Regions from separate parts of the Mus musculus genome. Here region 2 is linked to region 1. Evidence: chromatin contacts called from public HiChIP or PLAC-seq data. All regions are on one chromosome and are shown on one strand. The core of a region is the stretch at or near the end of the contact, and the rest is flanking DNA. Distances in the headings are between cores, read along the strand shown. Region 1 overlaps Vti1a (vesicle transport through interaction with t-SNAREs 1A). Region 2 overlaps Vti1a (vesicle transport through interaction with t-SNAREs 1A).

Region 1 (4,111 bases), core at 512-3,011:
TGCCCAGTCCCATTACTGTGCAGCAAGAAGGGCACCGGCCCTTTTTCTCTGTTTGCTCTGAAGCCTTTCACTAGTGACTATTAGTATCTTAGTCTCCACCTCAGCTCTTAGTCTGATATTTAACACTTTCCTTCTTGTATATTATTGAATGTTTGGGTATTATAGCTGCATATATGTACATGAACCATGTTTGTGTTTGGTGCCCGTGGAGGTCAGAAGAAGGCACAGGCAACTGGAGTTAGGGAAGCTGGTGAATTGCAGTGTGTGTGCTTGGAATTGAACTCGGGTCCTCTCAAAAGCAGCAAGTACCCTTAACTACTGAGCTATCGTTCCAGCCCACGTTATAAGCTCCTACGGGGCAGAGAATATATAGACTGCATGCCTTTAGCATGCCTCTAGCCATGGTGATTGAGAACAACAAGGGTAAGGGCATACTAAGTCTTAACTTGTTAGGTGAATTTTGGGAAACCAGTGTTTAATCGGAATATTTATAGAGCTACAAAAACTTAAATATGTTATAAAGATACCACAAATTAGAAAAATAATAACTTTCTCTTAAATTGTATTTGAGTATTCTCATGACAACTGATTTTTATTGCTTTGAAAAGCAGTGAGTACTCCACCAATAGTGTCAGAACACATCAAACACAGATGCCACTCTGCTGCCAACCTGAGCACCTATGAGCGAACGTCACAGACAAACAGTGGGAGCACTACCCCAGACAGCCACGAAAAAACAAGCTAACGTTATGGATGTGGAGGTTCTGAGCTCAAATGTCAACGTCTGTAGAAGAATAAGATGTTTGCTCCTAAAAAACCACAGGCCATTTTTAGCCGACACAAATCAGCAGTGGCTACCCTGAACCTAAGTGCTGTAATAGCAGGATGTGTGAAATGGGGGTGCAGGAGGCGAGGGACTGGGAGCTGCGGCTTCGGGCTCTGGAGCCTTGCTGTATGTGACTGTCTGACTGCTGAGCTGTCTCTGAGGTGGGGGCTCGGTGAGCAGCAAAGGGAGAAGCAAAGGCCAGCAGGGTGTGAGGAAGCTGGGGTAGGAGACTGAGGAGGACTTCATCCTTGGCTGCTGGGATTAAGGGTCGCACACATCTCAGAATGAGCCTTTACTTTATTTGGCTGAAAAACTCACTAAGTCTCTGTTAGAAATCAGCTTCATTCGGAGCCAAGCAGAAAAAAACAATAATGCTCACTGATGCTTATTAAATTTGACTAATCATTTAAAAAAAAAACCCTCAAATTTCAAAAATTAGCTGTCCTTAGAAGTCATTTGAATTATTTTTTATTTAATTTATTTTACTTTTTTTAGATTTTTTTTTTTAAATGAAACAAGTTCACACCAGTAACAGAAAAGACCTGGAATAAGCATCAGTCTGGGAGAGGCGCAGAGCTCACCTGGATAACTTCCGGCTGCAAAAAGAACATTGCCACAGAATCTGTTTTGCATCATCCAAATGCTTGAAACAAGAACACATAATTTTAAAGGAAAAAAAAAAAAGTGTCTACACTTAGCTAGAAAGAGCAAAGTTGTGTTAGAAATAGCATCTTGTGATATTTTGGTCGGTTTCTGGTGTTTCTGGTTTTTTTTGTTTTTGTTTTTGTTTTTCAGCAATCAATATAATTATGCAGTGCGAGAGGGCGGTGTTTATGCACATTACCATTTATATAGTGTACACAAACAGGGCTGATGGACACACAGGCCTGTGGCCACATCCTTGACCTCTGCCTCCCAGGAAGCCCGTGTGCAGTCTGCAGGCTGGAGTACTGACCTCCAGCTCAGCTCTGTCTGCGGCCGGTGCCCAGTGCCCACTCTGTGCAATGAGCCTGGTCTGAGCCTCAGAAAACTGTTCCCATAAAGGAAGTCAATATGCTAATGGTCCCAAAGTAACTGGCATGGCATGATAAAAAAAGCAGACCCTCCCAAAAAAACAAACACACACACACACACACACACACACACACACACACACACACACACACACACACTCATCCGTGAAAAGCCTGATACCATATATAAAACCCTGCATCATTCCCAGTGGGTAGCTCTGGGGTCCTTTCTGGGAAACGGAGGAAGTACATTTACACCTTAAGAATATTCCACCTTGCCAAATCACACGAAAATGACAAAAGTGTTATCTTTTTTTTCCCCCCTGTGAAGAGTGTTCAGATGCCAAACTGGCACAAACATAAGTACCAAGCTGCAATGCTGCTCAGTTCAGTCAAAGCAGACGGCTTTTTAACTTTCACACCAGTGCTCTATGGCTGGCATCCTTGTAAGCAGAATGTCTGTTCCAATGGGCTGATGGCCAAAGTCCTGTTACTGTGACTCAGAGCAGCCACGTACCTCGCCCATTCACGCTGAGGACTTTGGCGGCACCACTTACACAAGCTAAGAGGTGTGAGTCAGCATTTTGTGGCGCCCATTTTCCTGTGTGTGTCCCTTATTTAACACTGGCCTGGCTCGCAGCAAGGTTCTATATTCTGTATAAGCTGGCCCACATATAATGAAAAGAAAGAGTCAAGCAGTCCCTCTTAGGAATATTACTGGTGGGTTGAAATGAAGAACCAGCCTACGATAGCATTCTAGACTATTTTGGGTAAGTCTGCTATCAAAACTCATCCAATATCAATATATCATGGTCACTTTCTTTCAAAACTCTATGGAATTAATTGTACTGTTACTGCACAGACATTTCTTTCTATGTATAACCTTCTCCTATAGAAAATTCTCTATATAAATGTATAGTGTGAAGATGTCAGTCCAACTTGCTAGACAAGAGCTACAGACCCCTATGAACCTCTGTTCCCACCTGCTGAAAAGGGCAGAGGCTCTGCCGTAGCCCACAGGTTGATGCAGAAGCACGAGGGAGAAGTGCTTGGCTGTACGATGTGCTTAGTACACAGCCTGAGAAGCTCACCCTACTGTCAATCACTACTGAGTTGTATGAAAGAACGGAGGGGAGCAAGCTGGCACAGGCAAGGGAGCTGCTGCACCATACACACGCACACGCCCAGGCACAGCAGACATGGCAAGGGAGCCACGGTAGACGCTTGGTAGTAGTAGCAAAATCCTCTATGATAATTAATAATAATGAGGTTGTGGTGAGCAGGCAGGACCAATAAAGCCAAGGATATACATGTTCCTGTCTCTTCTATCTGGGCTAACCTATGTGTTCTTCAAATATGCTGTGGACCGTAGGCAAGCAGTCTGTTCAAACCTCAGTACATCTGCCGCTCTGAAAGCTCAGCGTGAACTTTCACACAGTATGCTTTACAGACAGTAGAAGACAAGAGTACATTATATGTGACTGCCAAATGACAGGCAACTTTGGGTATTCTAGGAGGGAAAAAAAATAAGTTATTTTGGCAGCAAGAAAAAGTCCTGCCAATGTGCATCCATGTAAGTCGTCTGTCACTTTAAGAGCTGAAATAGGAAAACCTGTACCAGTTTTGTATTCTGTTCGTTCTTTTCAACTCATTCTAAGTTGCCCCCTGGGAGTTAGCCCTCCACCAAAAGTCTCTTTCAGTACACAACTAACTCTCTCTATTAGGCTTGCCCACCCCTGCTCTGCCGTAACACTGCCTCCTTTGTACTTGCCTGGTGAACTGACCAGTCACTCGGTACAATGGCCACAATTACTAAATTACACTGCCTGTCACTGCTTTTGTATCACACCTCTAACAGGTGCCATTACCATGATAGGCAGATTGTAATAATCCATTCACAGCATCCACGGCCTTAATAATGTATTTTTTTTTTTATTTTACATAATCTGTGTGAATGCCACAAGGCATCTGAATAGTTAGTAAACACACAGGCCTGAAAGACTGAGCCCCATGGAATGCAGCCGCCAACAAAGGCGCCCAGGACAACGGACCTGAATGCAGCCACGTTCCTGATAAAGCGGATATGCTTACAATTACATCCAGTGGAGAAATGGCCTCCAGACTTTAGAGTTTTCTAAAACAAACTTATGGGCCCGAGAGAGTAAAAAACAGGGTATTGCCAATCTGAAATGGGTATCTGTGCTTAAAACTACACCCAGCGGGCACGTGAGTAGAACCACACCGTCGTCTGAGCGTGGCGAGAGCCTGAGAT
Region 2 (4,111 bases), core at 995-3,494, 150 kb before region 1:
TTCTACAGGAGCCTCCATGTGCACACTTGGCCAGACTTCATTAACAACCAAACAACTACGGATGACTTGGCTGGGTCTTGGGGGAACGAGAGGTCGTGTTTCCTAAGCTGGAATTCTCCTGAACCTTGGGTTGGGGCTGGCAAAGAACCTTTGGTGAAGGGAGCGGTCCCCTTAGTTTCTCTCCAACCATGCTGTAAAGTGGAATTCTCAACTCATCGCTCCCTTGGGCTGTTGCTCGAGGCGTGCATGTAAAAGCCAGTCTATTCCTTGCAAGTCAAAGCCCCAGAAGCTGGTCAGAGTAGAGGCTAAGCTGCTTTTGGTGAGGAGAATGAATGTGTTACCAGTGCAGTTGGTGCGCTCGCCCTCCCCCCCCACCCCACCCCCCCGCCTCCGCCCCTCTCTCTCCACTAGCTGGAAAGGAGTGGTTTTGCTCCTGTTTTAATAGTTTTACTACACACTTATGAATCTACAAGTGTGCCATCCCGTATGTGCGCAACGCTGAGTGGTCTTGAATTGGCGGTAGCTTTAGGCTGTGCCTATTTACTTTTGGTATACAGTATTCTAGCGGGTGAGCCTTCCTTCGCAGCTGGTGAATATTTACTTCTGAGTTCTTGTTTTTCTAGTGTTGCTGAGAATGGCCTGGTGTCCAGCCTCTTGTCAGTACCTCACAGGGGTTTTTCTTGAGGTCTGCAGAACACATTGCAGCTGAAGCTTATGAGTATTGGTACCCAGGTCCCTCACTTCCTAATGTATTTTTGTTTGTTCAAAAGCGTCGTGTTTGGGGAGCATGCCTGTGAGGCAGGCTTTGTGCAGTCTCCACCACCTGGTTCCTTAAATGTCTTCTCCCTTGACTATGTTCTCAGCTCTGAGGTACAGATACACCCACAGAGTGAAGCAGAGACAACACAAACCCTCCAGTAAGCTGTCCAGGAACCCAGGGTCATCCCCCAGCTTGCATCTCTCCCATGGCTTCCACACATTCCCGTCAAGGGCTAAGCACTGCTCAGTGCATGCAGGTGGGTTCAGGTGGCCCCTGCCAGGTGATGGCTTCACTTGCAATCCTGATGAGACAATGGTTAGAAGAGAGACACTCTTAGCAGAAACTGACTGCAAACCCTGATGTGAACTATGCATTCCTTTCAGCAGTAAGCTGAGTCAGCACTGTATATCAAGAGGGGAAACTACCAACTTACGGCGCGGCCTGCCCCTAGGCTGGAGGCTCCCTGGATCGGATGGGTGTATTAAGTACATTTTGATTTGTGATATTTTCACATTACGAAGGGCCTCAGTTGAGGAGCATTTGCACGGTGGAATGTGGTGTGCGAGTTTTGACAGGCTTGGCCTGCTCCATCTTCAACTTCTCTTTTCAAGGAATGCAGCTTTTCTGAGTCATGTGACTACAGAGCAAAATGTGTTGGTGAGAAGCTGTGGAGGTGGCAGCACCTGGTGGCCCTTGTGACAAATCTGCAGACAGGCCCGTGGACCTCTGCCTGTGTGTCTGCCTAAGAGTTCCTTGCTTGCTTCCTACACGACTTAGAACTGGATCAGAAGTGCCACACTGTTCTCGGGCCATCAATTAGTAGTATTTAGTTTAAAAAAAATAAAGCCAGGCAGACTTATACCACCAGAAAATGAGTCAACTTTGGCCATTTTATGCAACAGTCAAGACTGGTCTTTGTAGTAATTGGGTCACACGGAAGTTGAGTGAGTTAACTCTAACTCCAAGGCTAGGGATATATTTAAAGCACATAAGATAAAAGCATTTCCTAAAATATATTCCCCTGGCAGAGACAGACTGATATCAACAGTTCAGTTTTTCCACCCCTCTCCAAGTGCATTTACTTCACCAAGGTGCCTCAGAAGAAGCAGGCGTCCTTTGTGGGTGATGTCCCTGTGCACCGTCACCCAGGCTACTTGTTCTCAGGACAAGAAACAAAGCTTAGTGAGCAGTGAGAGCGTCCCTGCGTCTCTGCCATGGACCATGAGTTTGAAGAAATCCAGGTTGGCTCAGGGAACACACACACACACGCTAACCAGCACTCCTGTAAGTGAGTGAGTCACCCACTGTACAAATGAAACAGAACTGATGGAAAGAGCTTTTATTGCCCTCCACTGAGAAACTAACCACCTGAGACAAAAGGGCTCAGCCTCTCTGGCAGCCAGTCTTCTCCAAGCAAAGTTCTCATGCAACCCTGAAGGGAATTACTGGATGACTAAGCTACACGGTGCATGCGGATGTGCCATGGGAAGGACCTGTGTGGGTGATGTTGCCCCAAGGCAGACATGTCAGCTGTCTGCAGTGGAAGGGTACTTTGGAAGAGATCCTAGCATAGAGTCTACCTCAGTTAGCCTGGTGGCCTTCAATAAGTCCCTTGTTCTTCTTTGGCCTCAGTTTCTCAACATATGAAATGAGGCACGGGGGCATGTTATTCTCCTTAGGTCCCCTCTTGTTGTCTTGGCCTATCACATCCTCTACATAGGAAGGTATTGGTTCAGGGAAACTGCAGTCTGGGTACTGGAGAGCCACTGTGCCTGCATTTCCTAGGAGCTTCTCAAAGAGCAGCCTGGTGAAACGGTGAGGTCGACGGACACCACACAGGGGGTCCTGTGCGCCTGTGTAGGTGGCAGTGCCTGAGCTCAGCTACTCCGTAGGAACCCAGGTTCTCATGTACTCTTTTTTTGAAGCACTTCCTCTCAGCTAACCCAGGCCTCTAAGGAGGAACAAAGAACAATCAGGCCCAACCCAAGGCTGCCGTGACCGATATTTATTTTGATCCCTGACTAATAGTCTCTAGTTTTATTCTAGGTGTCACAAGAGAAAAGGAGAACAAGGCAACTACAGCTAGCAAAGTTTCTGTGGTAAATGACAAAGCAGCGGCCCTCGGGGCCCCGCACACAAGGTGAGGACCGTCCGAGAGTGTTTCTGAGCATTTTCCTTTCAGGGGAGCTTTGGAGGCCAGGAAGCATCCCAGGAAGGAGGCTGGAGGAGGACGCGGACGGACTTCTCTGTATTAGTGAGTCAAGTGCAGACTGTCTGTCTTGATTCAAGCTTGGACTCGGCCCCTTGGTGGCTCTGTGGTCAGGCAGCCCAGATGGCCATGAAACTCTCCGACTGTTCAGATATAAAATGAAATAGCACCAGAGGGGTCGTGTGTGTGGGGGGGGGGGGGTCAAAGGAGATAAGCAATGTAAACGTGTTGTCGCAGGGACTCAGTCTTGCTAAGAATGGGACTATTATGATTAATGCATTTTTATCATGCAACCTTCTATTTCAGGACTATGAGAAAGTGACCCCTTGGTTTCTTTAGTAGGAAAGTCGAGCACAGCCGAGGTCAGAGCCATCACTCATGAGAGCAGTGACTGCTGACTTTCTGAATTTTCCTTTCCCCAGGACACTTTTCCATTATAAAATGAGAAGCCAAGTCACACTTGCTCCGTGACTGTTGGCTGGGAGGTGAGGGTTGGGCTTATCAGTTCACACTCTGTAGTGTGAAAAATCCCTTTCCTATCACGGCTCTGCCACTTCCCTTATCCTGTCTTTCTTGGGGAACAAGGGGGCTTGCAAGATGCTTTACCTCCTGTTTGGTAAACACGCTTGTTCTGAGTGAGACAGTTCCGCCCGTGTGTGCAGCAGGGGCTTGCAGACATGGAGGGCTTATCAGACAGAAAGCCATTCTTCTGCAGGTGACAATGTACTGAAAGCAGAACCTGGCTGGCCAGCCCCATCTTGTGAGGAGCGTCCCACCATTTCCAAACCATGACTCTTAGCCAGTCTAGAATAAAACTAGGAGGTTTTTACTGTATTTTCTGGATGTTGGGGACAGACAGAGGCCTATGCCCAACTGTAGGTTCTCCCCCATTCTTTTTCATTACCTCTGGTGGGTGGTGGGCTAGAAGGGAGGTTAAAGTGTATAAGAACCATCATTAAAAGTAGGATTTGAAAAAAAATTAAAGTTATACTCTGGCACTATGTTCATTTGCTTATATATTTTTGTAAACCTTGTGAAAATAAGATCTATCAGCTGCAAGGTCTTAATATGTTGACCCCTCCCACCACCCTACCGCCGCCGCTGCCGCCACCCCAACCCTCCATGAAGTCTCTGCTTTATGT

What was found. HiChIP or PLAC-seq counts read pairs in DNA pulled down with a chosen protein or histone mark.
Region 2: an HNF4G HiChIP or PLAC-seq map of pancreatic cancer cells shows a contact between it and region 1. The contact joins two enhancer-like sites. A contact is called at or near these places in 1 of 15 datasets of contacts at CTCF or cohesin (pro-B cells), 2 of 484 Hi-C or Micro-C datasets (the N1E-115 cell line and nephron progenitors) and 3 of 115 datasets of contacts at active chromatin or transcription factors (embryonic stem cells, fibro-adipogenic progenitors and pancreatic cancer cells).

Annotation. Positions count from the first base shown.
Region 1 is chr19:55,422,366-55,426,476 of GRCm38.p6, reverse strand. The region is part of intron 5 of Vti1a (vesicle transport through interaction with t-SNAREs 1A); the gene reads right to left. Among named protein-coding and RNA genes, the nearest start is that of Vti1a, 110 kb to the right of the region's middle. Within about 2 kb of position 1,761, at least 124 of the 459 cell types and tissues checked have an H3K27ac peak or open chromatin away from gene starts, as enhancers often do. A contact at or near this core is called in pancreatic cancer cells, where this site is marked.
Region 2 is chr19:55,568,719-55,572,829 of GRCm38.p6, reverse strand. The region is part of intron 7 of Vti1a (vesicle transport through interaction with t-SNAREs 1A); the gene reads right to left. Among named protein-coding and RNA genes, the nearest start is that of Gm41871, 130 kb to the left of the region's middle. Within about 2 kb of position 2,244, at least 63 of the 459 cell types and tissues checked have an H3K27ac peak or open chromatin away from gene starts, as enhancers often do. A contact at or near this core is called in pancreatic cancer cells, where this site is marked.